Regions from separate parts of the Mus musculus genome. Here regions 1 and 2 are each linked to region 3. A link is a contact called in public Hi-C and HiChIP or PLAC-seq data. All regions are on one chromosome and are shown on one strand. The core of a region is the stretch at or near the end of the contact, and the rest is flanking DNA. Distances in the headings are between cores, read along the strand shown. Region 1 overlaps Rtn4ip1 (reticulon 4 interacting protein 1). Region 2 holds the start of Qrsl1 (glutaminyl-tRNA synthase (glutamine-hydrolyzing)-like 1). Region 3 overlaps 1700027J07Rik (RIKEN cDNA 1700027J07 gene).

Evidence for each region. A called contact is a pair of places that touch in the nucleus more often than the background predicts. HiChIP or PLAC-seq counts read pairs in DNA pulled down with a chosen protein or histone mark.
Region 1: a Hi-C map of pro-B cells shows a contact between it and region 3, with 3 times the contacts expected there. The contact joins two enhancer-like sites. A contact is called at or near these places in 2 of 39 promoter capture datasets (the C10 cell line and pre-B cells), 1 of 15 datasets of contacts at CTCF or cohesin (large pre-B cells), 13 of 484 Hi-C or Micro-C datasets (B cells, bone marrow, bone marrow-derived macrophages and 8 more), 5 of 115 datasets of contacts at active chromatin or transcription factors (the HPC-7 cell line, the SCID.adh cell line, acute myeloid leukemia and 2 more) and 2 of 9 other capture datasets (liver and pancreatic islet).
Region 2: a contact with region 3 is called in an H3K27ac HiChIP or PLAC-seq map of the HPC-7 cell line, with 7 times the contacts expected there. The contact joins the promoter of Qrsl1 here to the enhancer-like site in region 3. A contact is called at or near these places in 1 of 39 promoter capture datasets (the C10 cell line), 6 of 484 Hi-C or Micro-C datasets (the C10 cell line, bone marrow-derived macrophages, granulocyte-monocyte progenitors and 3 more), 6 of 115 datasets of contacts at active chromatin or transcription factors (the HPC-7 cell line, the SCID.adh cell line, acute myeloid leukemia and 3 more) and 3 of 9 other capture datasets (adipose tissue, liver and pancreatic islet).

The regions. Positions count from the first base shown.
Region 1 is chr10:43,917,146-43,920,447 of GRCm38.p6, reverse strand. The region is part of intron 4 of Rtn4ip1 (reticulon 4 interacting protein 1); the gene reads right to left. Among named protein-coding and RNA genes, the nearest start is that of Rtn4ip1, 17 kb to the right of the region's middle. Within about 2 kb of position 1,292, at least 20 of the 459 cell types and tissues checked have an H3K27ac peak or open chromatin away from gene starts, as enhancers often do. A contact at or near this core is called in B cells, pre-B cells and pro-B cells, where this site is marked.
Region 2 is chr10:43,899,601-43,903,166 of GRCm38.p6, reverse strand. It overlaps Qrsl1 (glutaminyl-tRNA synthase (glutamine-hydrolyzing)-like 1), which reads left to right and starts at 1,431. Exons shown (of 11, transcript NM_001081054.2): 1 at 1,431-1,553. The coding sequence starts at 1,530. Rtn4ip1 (reticulon 4 interacting protein 1) reads right to left here and starts at 1,360. Exons shown (of 9, transcript NM_130892.5): 1 at 631-1,360. The coding sequence starts at 904.
Region 3 is chr10:43,764,641-43,767,810 of GRCm38.p6, reverse strand. It overlaps 1700027J07Rik (RIKEN cDNA 1700027J07 gene), which reads right to left. Exons shown (of 4, transcript NR_040581.2): 3 at 2,753-3,015; 4 at 1,975-2,084. Among named protein-coding and RNA genes, the nearest start is that of 1700027J07Rik, 20 kb to the right of the region's middle. Within about 2 kb of position 1,825, at least 38 of the 459 cell types and tissues checked have an H3K27ac peak or open chromatin away from gene starts, as enhancers often do. A contact at or near this core is called in B cells, the HPC-7 cell line, the SCID.adh cell line and 4 more, where this site is marked.

The DNA of each region.
Region 1 (3,302 bases), core at 43-2,542, 150 kb before region 3:
ATGTCAAATATCTAGAACATTGTACCCAGTAGAGGTGGAAGGCCATGACATAATGGGGTCTGGTATCTGGTACTATATTAACTATTACGGAGGCTATTTCATGAAAATTCCCTGAGCGCCCACAGAAAACACTCCTGAGATAAGTGGAGGGGGTGCCTGCCGTCTATCTACCACTATCATTACATAACTACTAGTTATAGGCCCTCTATCTTCACTACGAGACAGTATAGAATTTTGCCACCTACTGCTAACCAGTGCACTGAGCCTTAGAACACACACCCTGCCTGTAATCTTAGCTACTTCATCTTTCTGTCCCTCACGCAAATCACAGAGGCTGATTATTATCATCTGTTGTGTGTTAAGAGTTATGACTATAATTTCCAAGTCAGCTGTTCCCTTTGAAATACCATTAAATATAATTTTAAAAAGTCTCTTTGAAAATCACGTTACTTCTAGAAGTGGTTTTCATCTCAAAGCTATCACTAGTGAAGAAGAGGTGACACTCTGCAGATGTTCCATCTCCTCCAAACTTCAACCCATGCGATAGCGTTAGTATTCCCAAGTGGGGAAATATGACACAGGAAGTGTCACACAGCTGAGGTGCTGGTACACACCTGGAATCCCAGCACTCGGGAGGAGGAGGCTGAGGCAGGAGAATGTAAGGTCAAGATCAGCCTGGGCAGCTCAGTGAGACTCTCTCAAACCAAATCATGTAAACAACAAAACAACTATCATACGGATTTTTAACAGTTAATTTACCCATAAAATACTTGGCCTTGACTCTTTGATTATTACCTAAATTAGTCAAATTCTCCTTCAAGTAACATCACACTTTTCTTTTACTCTACATTAGGACAGAGAAAGGACAGGCATTTTACCAAGTTTTTTTGTCTAACAGCGGTGATTTTTGACTCCTAAGGCTCTGCTTAAGAAAACGCCTCTCTGGTGGCTTGAGACGATTTCCTATGGAAGCTACAAACCAGCGGCACTACTGTTAGAAGCACCCCAGCACTAGCAGTACTCAGCCTGGAGGGATGTCTGCTTTGCACAAGGACTGGAGATAAAGGAGGACACACTTAGCAGACAGGATTAAAAGGACAGCAAATATCATGGCTGCCCGGGTTCCAACTGACAGACATGTCTCTGACCTCCTTCCTGTCAGCTTGTCTCTTCCCCATAACCCTTAATCCGAAGCAGCCTCACTTCCTAAATAAAACAGCAAAATTATCTCACAAAAGCGTGATGCTCTACAACCAGTGTCAGTTCCCAATGCTGCCACCTGAGGGAGCCCTCAAAGTGCAAACGAGCAGAGAAGCAGGCTCAAGACGGGATGGAGGCGCACCAAGGAAGTGCTGAGACACTGAGGGAGGACTTTTTTCTGGCCGCACAAACTTTAGTTTTGTGTAGGGTCAGGCAGGGCCTATTCTTTTTCCGAACAAAGCCAATCTCTAAAGGGACAGCAGGCAAAATAAAGTCTAAAGCCAGCAATAAGCTGACGTTCTGTGGCTAAGCTAACTGTATTCTATAAAGTACCTCGCAGACCTAAGGGAAGAGCACCGTGGCGCCCACCCTCACTCTGTCCCCCAGTGCTGTTCAGGAGGATTTTCTTACCTACCTTGCTGTATCACCACACTCCACATGCACACCCAACCAAAGTTAGAAAAAAGAAAAAAATGGTGAAAAAAGTGTGCTGCTTGCTATTTTATATCAATGGTCGGCAGCCTTTGAGACAGTTCATATTGTGGAGACTCCCAACCATAAAACTGTTTTCACTGCTATTTCATGACTGTAATTTTGCCACTGTTATAAATCATCATGTAAATATTTTGAAGACAGATGTTTGCCAAAGGGGTTACAACCCACAGGCTGAGAACCACTGGCTTCTATAGGAAAAAGCCCATGAACATTGTAATTCAAGATTGCCCAGGTCTTTAACACATGGCTCCTCACTTCATAGACCACAGCTTACTCTGAAAATTCTGTGGCTTGATCTAATTAATGGCAGACCTAGAAAGCACTAGAGAATAGGAATGATGACTACAATGCTATGCATTCTTCTTTGTTGTTGAGACAGAGTATTAGGTAGCCCCCGCTGGCCTCAGACCTTGCTATGGAGCCGAGGGTGGTCTTGAAGTCCTGGCCCTCCTAGCTCAGCCTCCAGAGTGGTTGGTTACAGGTATGTGCTATCATACTTGCTTTCTTAAACTCTAAAATCCTAATTCGCTCTGTCATTTCTGCCTAATGTTTGAATAAGCCAATAATGTGCTGATTTAACAGTGGCTTCTTTGGAGAGATGGCTCAGCAGATAAGAACACTTACTGCTCTTCCAGAGGACCTGAGTTCAGTTCCCAGCACCCACATCAGGTGCCTTTCAATTGCCACAACTCTACTTCAAGGAGATCAGACTTCTGGCTTCCACAAGTGCTCTCACACATGTGGCATACATTCACAGACACAAAAACTCGAGTGCACATGTGCACACACACACAACCATGAGGGAACCCGAAGGAGGAATTTACTCTCAAGTTTCTGTTCTGTCTTGGCCTGAAGAAACCTGGGCTGCAAATGTCCAGATCTCGGCACTGACTCATGTTGTGCTTTTTAACACAGGTGTAATAGGCTTTCCTGGCTCCCCGTGAGATTAAAATACTCCTAGTAGATCCCAATAAAAACGATGAAGTCTGGCTATGTTTTCTACAGGTAAAAACAATGACCTTTAGGAAATAAGAATGGTGCTGACGATGACCCACATTTGAGTTTCACGAGCTCCTTTTCAATGTGGGAGTGGAGAGACAGGTGAAGCTGCAGCCGACCTATCCTAGCACAACATGCTGCTTACTTACCATGCTAAGTTCCCTACTAACTACCGTGGATGAGAAACTTTGACTGAGGGAGATAATACAGTTACGAACAAAGCAACCGAATGGGGACTAAGAGAGCCTGGGCTGGTTTCCTTCCCTTCTGAATCTCTGTAACTCATACTGACATCTCCCAGGTTACAGAACAGTTCATGTATGAGTTAGACATCTGAAATATAAACACCCTTTCCCATGAGCACAAAGCTATTTATATACTTTGGCAAATGCCCAGGGTAACTGCCTCCCCCATAATGGATCAAGAACTTGAGATACCGACTAACAGTGGTTCTATTATCTAAGATTATTCAGAACTTCAACTGGACCTTAAGATGGACTGTCCATGTAGGACAGGCCCTGGGGACAGGCGTGGAGCACCAGGTCCTCGGGTCACACGCAGAGGCTGACTCAAGGGAGGAATACTGAGGGTAACCAAGATGAGAAGTG
Region 2 (3,566 bases), core at 182-2,681, 140 kb before region 3:
ATAGACCCAGACTCTGAACTGATGGGGAAACATAGCCAAACTCTGGAGCCTGTGCTGGACCCTAAAATTACCACAGAGCAAATTAACTGTAGATATCACTTCTCGGTCCCAACTCATATGTGAAAGGAAACAAACACATTTAATAAAAGATTAAAGTATACCTTAGCAGTTGTGACAACAAAACGTCGTAAATATTTGCAGGGATAGTATCAGAAACCAGATGGCTCTGCCTATAGTGGTGCTTGCTACCAAGCCTGGTGGTCAGTTTAATGCCCGGAGCCTACCTGGTAGAAGGAAGAAACTCACTCCCACAAGATGTCCTTTGACCTCCACTTGGGCCCTGTTCCACACACCCAAACACAAAATAAATACATGTAATAAGAAACCTAAATGACTCCCTCACGCCAACCTAAATGTAGTCTATTAACTAGGTGTGGTCTACACCTGCTAAATCCCAGGCCTGGAGAGGCAGAGCAGGAGGGCGGCAGAGTGGAGACTAGTCAGTGGTATACAATGAATTGGAGGCCAGCCTGGGCTAGACAACGACCCCTTGTTTCAAAAGAAAAACAACAAAACACCTGTGTGCCCAGTGAATTTTGATTTAAAACCAAACAAACCCGGACAACTTACTTCTCATATTAACATCTATAGGATTTACACTGGCAGCGTGGACTTTGATAATGACTTCATTTGGATAGTGTATGATAGGTAACATCATGTTCTGGGTGAATCGAAGGACTTCATTCTTTCCATATTTATCTATCACCCAAGCGGGCATGACAGTGCTCCTCGCAGACGTAGTACTAATGCCTCTAAATGGTGGCTTTGGGATAACTGTCCTTCTCCAGAAGCAGGCGGCGGCACAAGCACTTCTTCTAAGTACACAGGTCTTCAAAACGCCCATCCTGAGCAGGGATGGAGAACGTTTCCTCGAAAAAAAGAAAAGAAAAAAAGAAAAAGAAAAAAGAAAGGAGGAGCGGGGGTGGGGGGTGCGACGGTGGAGAGAAAGGACCTGAAGCAGGTCAAACTAACACATTTCAATTCAGCCAAAATCTGCCAAACCCACAGGTCAATTAAGCGAGGGGGAGCTTTCAGAAGCAAACTCAACCTAAAGCCGCGACGGAATTAAAATAGAATTGCTACTGTGCTCCCCACGTCAGAAATGTCCCAGTTGGCGTCCAGTCAGTACACTGGCCATTCCTTCCTTACGCTCTCCTTCCCCTTAAGGAAAAAAAAGCAAGCAAGCAGGGAGTCCTCAGAGGGACAAGCAAACAAGGCTAGCAATTCCTAGGTCAGGCGGATTCCTGACACGACCCCGGCCGCGGTCTCCTTGCCTGTCCGCGCGCCTCCGGTCGCCGGCGCGCGAGCCAATCGTGTGCAGAGATCATTTCCGCCGCCCGGAACTCGACCAATCCAGGCGCTCGTTGTTAAAGAGGAGCCAAGATGTCTGCGCCCATGTAACGCCGGTGGCAGAGATTGACTCCTTCCTCTGTTCCGGGACCCGGTGCTACCGGCTGACTCCGAGGGCTATGCTGGGCCGGACTCTCCGAGAAGTGAGTGGACATGGCCAGGAGGGGACCAGGGAGGGCTGAGACACTGGAGGACTCGGAAGTTCAAGGTCGCCCCGGGTCACGCCGCACGGCACGCCCCCCCCCCCCGACCGCCTACATTCCTGAGTGGGAAGTGGGATTCGAACCTAAGCTCTTACCGTACACGCTGAGTCAATCCCCTAGAGTCAGAACGTCAAAAAGTTTGAACCCCTGAGCCGTGGAGTGGAACGACAGTCAACCCGCGCGATTAGGGAGAGGTTTCTCAGACAAGCCATCTCAGTCCCGTCGCTGCTGTGCTCGCTTAGGGACGGGGCGGTTTTGTAGCATGCACATTTGAAACAAACAAAAAAATTGGTGGCTTAAAAAAAAAAACAAAAAAAAACTAGGATTTCTACCACATCGTGTTTGAACATCTACTTAAGCTGTAGGTCGCAACCACAAATGTAGGAGAAAATGTGACAGCAGTTTTGAAAGGGAAGGAGGAGTGTTCCTGAGACAGTGGGCAAAGTTAATTCAAAAATCAAACTGTGAGTTGTGAGTTCAAGGTGTTTCTGACCGCACCCAGCGGTGCTTCCTCACGACTCTCTGCAGCAGGGTATGTGTGCACTGCCCAGCAAATGCTGCCGGAAACATCTCAACTCAGAATCGAGAGTATTGTTTATTAAGATTTAACATATGAGCAACTTTTCTAAACTTGTAGAAACATAATTATTTAATTTCAGAAAGCAAAACCTTTTAATATTTTACTAAATCGTTTTTCAGCTTGTCATACCCTAAGTGTGAAATGCGTGCATCTTTGGGATTTGTTGCTTTAAGGTGCTTGATTCTAAAAATGGCTGAGTTATTGACTTGAGTCTCATTCAAAAATCACTAAATAAGTTTTGATGTGAGATTATTCAGCTTTTTCCCAATATGGCGCTAAACATGCTCCTACAATTTTGTACAACATATTTATGCAAAGTGGTGTTCTCAGCACTGATATATCAAATCAAAATATTGGTAAACTGAAAAAAAATGAAAAACGTTGAGGAAACCTACAGCCAGGATTTAATTCTTTATTTAAAAATAAGCAAGTCTATGCATTTATTGGTATGCAGGTTTACTTTCATCTTTAATAGTAGAATTATGTACACCAAATAATTTTGTAAATATCTATATTTATTTATTTATTTATCTATTGTATATGGGTCTTTTGACTGCATGTATGTCTGCACACCAGAAGAGTGTATCAGATCCCATGTCACTACAGTCTTAAGTGGTTGAGAGCTGCCTTATGGGTGCTGGGATTTGAACTCAGGGCCTGTGGAAGAGCAGCCAGTGCTCTTAGCTGCTGAGGCACTACTCTAGACTCCATAGAATGGTTCTAAAATCAAATCCTTTATGATTTAGCAATTAATGCCTTGTATACCTACTTTGTATCTCAGTATACCTGTGCTTTGCAAAGCTTGTCTAGCACAAAAGGATTGTGAGTAGAAAAAGCTTCAGAAGCCCTGCCCAGGCTCGTATCTGTGAGGGCCTTCTGGAGGGCTCTTCCAAATGCCCAGAACACTCTAAACAAAGCAGAGGTGTCATTGCCCAAGCCAGAACAAAACCGGGAAGCACACCGTTACCCGTGGGTCTGTACACTGCCCTTCACTCTCCCTGTCCATCAACTCACTAAGCCCTCTAGTCTGTTCTCTTGAGATACCGTCCCACCTTAAGTCTTAGTCTTGCTTCAATATGGCTCGCCTGCCTTTGTTTGGGGCCAAACTCTCTTCAAGCTTTACAACAGTCTGCTCACCCACTCAGAATCACCTGGGGCCTTAGTTAACCTTCAGCTGGTTACCACACTAGACTCAATTAGAAAGATCTGTGTGATTAAAGCCTAGAGTGTATGGCTTAATGGGGTCTCTGGGTAGATCCTGGTACCTTAGTATTGAGTACCTATCCTGCCTACCGCTTCCCTCTCCCTTTTGTGTCTCCATTTGAGAGTCTTTTCTTTTTCAGCTGGCACCATTTCAGTGATATATAGATATT
Region 3 (3,170 bases), core at 576-3,075:
TTGTTGACCTATGTTGCCTCTGGGAAATGATATGGAAGAGGGTGGCTGTCTCTTGTGATATCAATCAGCAAAGACACAGACATTCTAGCTTTCTTTAATCTGATTTACCGTCCCCAGGGCCTTGTGAATTGCCGTACCTCTGCTGAGTTGAACAAAAGTTCAATGCTTGTTCAATGCCTTCGGATGGTGGGCTAGAAGGGGGGGGGGGCATGTCGAAGCATTTGAGAACCATTATTAAAAGTGGGTTTTGAAAAACTCTAAGCCTACAGATGAGTACAGTGCCATGGACCACCCCAGCTGGGTATGGGGGTCCCTGGAATGTGGGTTCTCGAGGCCAGGTAGGTAAGGAATCGGCAGTGACAAACAGAAACAAACACAGATGCAGTTTGAATCTGAGTGTATTTTGCAGCTCTCAAGCAGAGGATTTTATACATTAAAAAAAAAAACATTACATCTCTTAGAAACTATATCCAGTGAAACAATCACAAATACCAATAAAATTCATTTGACACAGTAAAGCAAAAAAATCATCCAAGCATTACAACTCTGAAACTATGTATTCAGTGAATCACAAACAAAACAGGTAACATCATTATTAATATAAGTCATCAAAATATAACAATTTTAAAAGGATGTATTCAATGGGGGCAATTGTCCAAGGCTAGTGGCATATTTACAGGAGCAGATTAATAAATCTTTATGGTCAGTGCTCTTAACTGCTGAGCTAACTCTCCAGCCCCATATAGTCAGTTATTATTTAACATCTAATGCCTGATTTTTTAAATAAATCTTCAATGCATAAATTTAAACTATTTTAATTCTTCCTAATTAAGGCTTTCTTTACCATACCAAAAACTCACCTCTGATGACACATGTGTAGCCATATGAAATTTTATTGTTGGGAAAGTTTTTATAATCATAGTTTTGTAAATGATTTAGAAAGTAAAGCGTTGGTTTCCCTGGGGATAAGGTCATGTTAGTGTCCCCATCTCTAGGGATGGTTTCTTACCCATTATTCTTGCTTAAGATCTTGGCCTAGGCTACCTGGAACATGAAAATAAGAAAAAGGAATATGAGAAAACAAAAGAAATCGATTGTCATAAGAACTATGGCTCAATAATTTTTCTCCAGTGAAGAGTTCCACAACCAGTTCCAGGAGACTCCCCCTTTTGAGGTCAGTCGCCTCAGTCTGTGGAACTTGTCACACAGATCCTACTGGAGGTGGTGTGGCAGTACAGAAATAGGCAGCTACTAGGGTTAACTAGTTCTTTCCTTCTGTCATGTAGCTATTCCTGACTGTCTGTCAGCCTCTCACCTGCCTCACAGGTTCCAAGCAAAACCAGCAAGTATGGCGATGTCCATCTGTGACAGGAAAAGGACAGTTTCTTAGGAGCAAGCGGCCCTGCTGAGAGTCTCGGTGAAGATCCTTTTCCTCCACAACCAATGGTCACTCCTACCAGTCGTGGGCAGTGGGTGGAGCCTCGGTGATTGACTGGCCTCATCCATTGGGCTTTACATTGAGCTGGGATCACATTACCCATGCCATGAGTAGAGGATCCCTTAGGGAGGCCACTAGCAGAGTCAGCTCCAGAAGGGCTGGAGGGAAGCCATTAGGATAAGCTTCATAAACAAGAATGCAAAATAGAATGTAAGAATAAACATGTGTAATGTGCTCTATTGGCCTCGGCTTGTCTTTATGTTGCAAAGCCAAAAACTTCACAGTATCTGGTGTCTGCAGGTCACCGTGAGATTAGCCTGGTCTAGAATTTAGAAGTGAAGCACACAGTTGTGTTGGGTGAAAGAGGAGAGACAGCTTATGAAGAGCCTTGCTGAGCAAAGCGGGGTTCCTCAAACTAAAGGAAACCTGGCTGCCTCTGTGGGTTCCTGATAGGGACGTGTGGAGGAAGAGCGGTATTGGGGAAAAGGCTTGGCCGAATTGATCCAGCAATGATAATAGTTCAGAAAGTTCAAATTCATGTAAATGCTCTTTATTTTGATGGCAAGCCTAAGGCACAGAACCTGGAGGGAAGCAGTTTTTTCTTTAAATCTGTATTAAGGAAGGCTGGCCTACCCAGGACTGAGACCTGCAATAGAGAATTAGCACATACATTCCAGATTATTCCAGCGGAACATAGAGTCTATTTGAACTTTGCTAAAGCAATGTGAAATATTTTTTTTCCTTTCTGGTGAGTCTGGGTTTCCAAAGGGCCAGGAAAAAAACAAATAATTTTCTCCACCCAGCACAAATAAGGTTCCCAATGCTCACTGTAGCTCACTTCAGGAAGTACGCCCTGGCCCTCCCTTTCCTCTTGCTTTTTAAACTGCTTTATCACAATCTGTCCCTGGCAGGACCTTTTGGCCTCCAGGCAACCCAGAGAACTGCTAAGCCCCATGGGAAGCACAGATGCCCTGGGCCTCTCTCAGTTCCTTCCTCTTCAGTCTTAGTTTATGGCCCATTAGCCCACTAGGATTCAATGTAGGGCTAAATTCCCCACATCCTGCCACCCTCTGGGATGGGTCTTCCAGGGCAGAAGCCTCATTTGAAAGCAATTGTACCAATTTTGTAGATGCAAAAACACATACATTAAGGATTTACCTAGACTGTATGGTGGCAAGTGGGTTGGGTGTGGGTTCACCAATAATTCAATTGCTGCATAAGATACAGAGCAGAGAGGCCAGGTATGGTGGGACCAGCCTGTTAATCCCAGAATTTTAGAGACTAAAACAAGATGATAACAAATTGGAGACCAACCTGGGGTAGATAGCAAGTTCCAGGTCAGCCTAGACTGCCTAGTGATACCACGTCCAAAGAAGCCAGAAGAACATAGCAGAAAGAGAAGCAATCTGGAGTTCTCACCAGCTGTTGGAAACACATATTCTTACAGTAATCCTCCAGTTTGCCTCTTCTGCCCTAGTGCCGTTGTGAGCTGTAGACAGCAATGGCTCCTTCTTGCTCCCATTGAGCTGGTAGGGGGTTCCAAGTCATCGGTGAGTCAGTCCCACTAGTGCAGAGGGCTGGAGTACAGATAAAGGAAGCATCAATGGTCCAGCCTGGGGAGTGAAGGGCACGGCTCACAAGCCCCTGCTCCCAGCTGAAGGGCTATGGGACAGTTGATAGCTTCTGAGAAGAACTCAGGTTTTTGTTTTGTTTTCTATGTGAAGGATGCTTT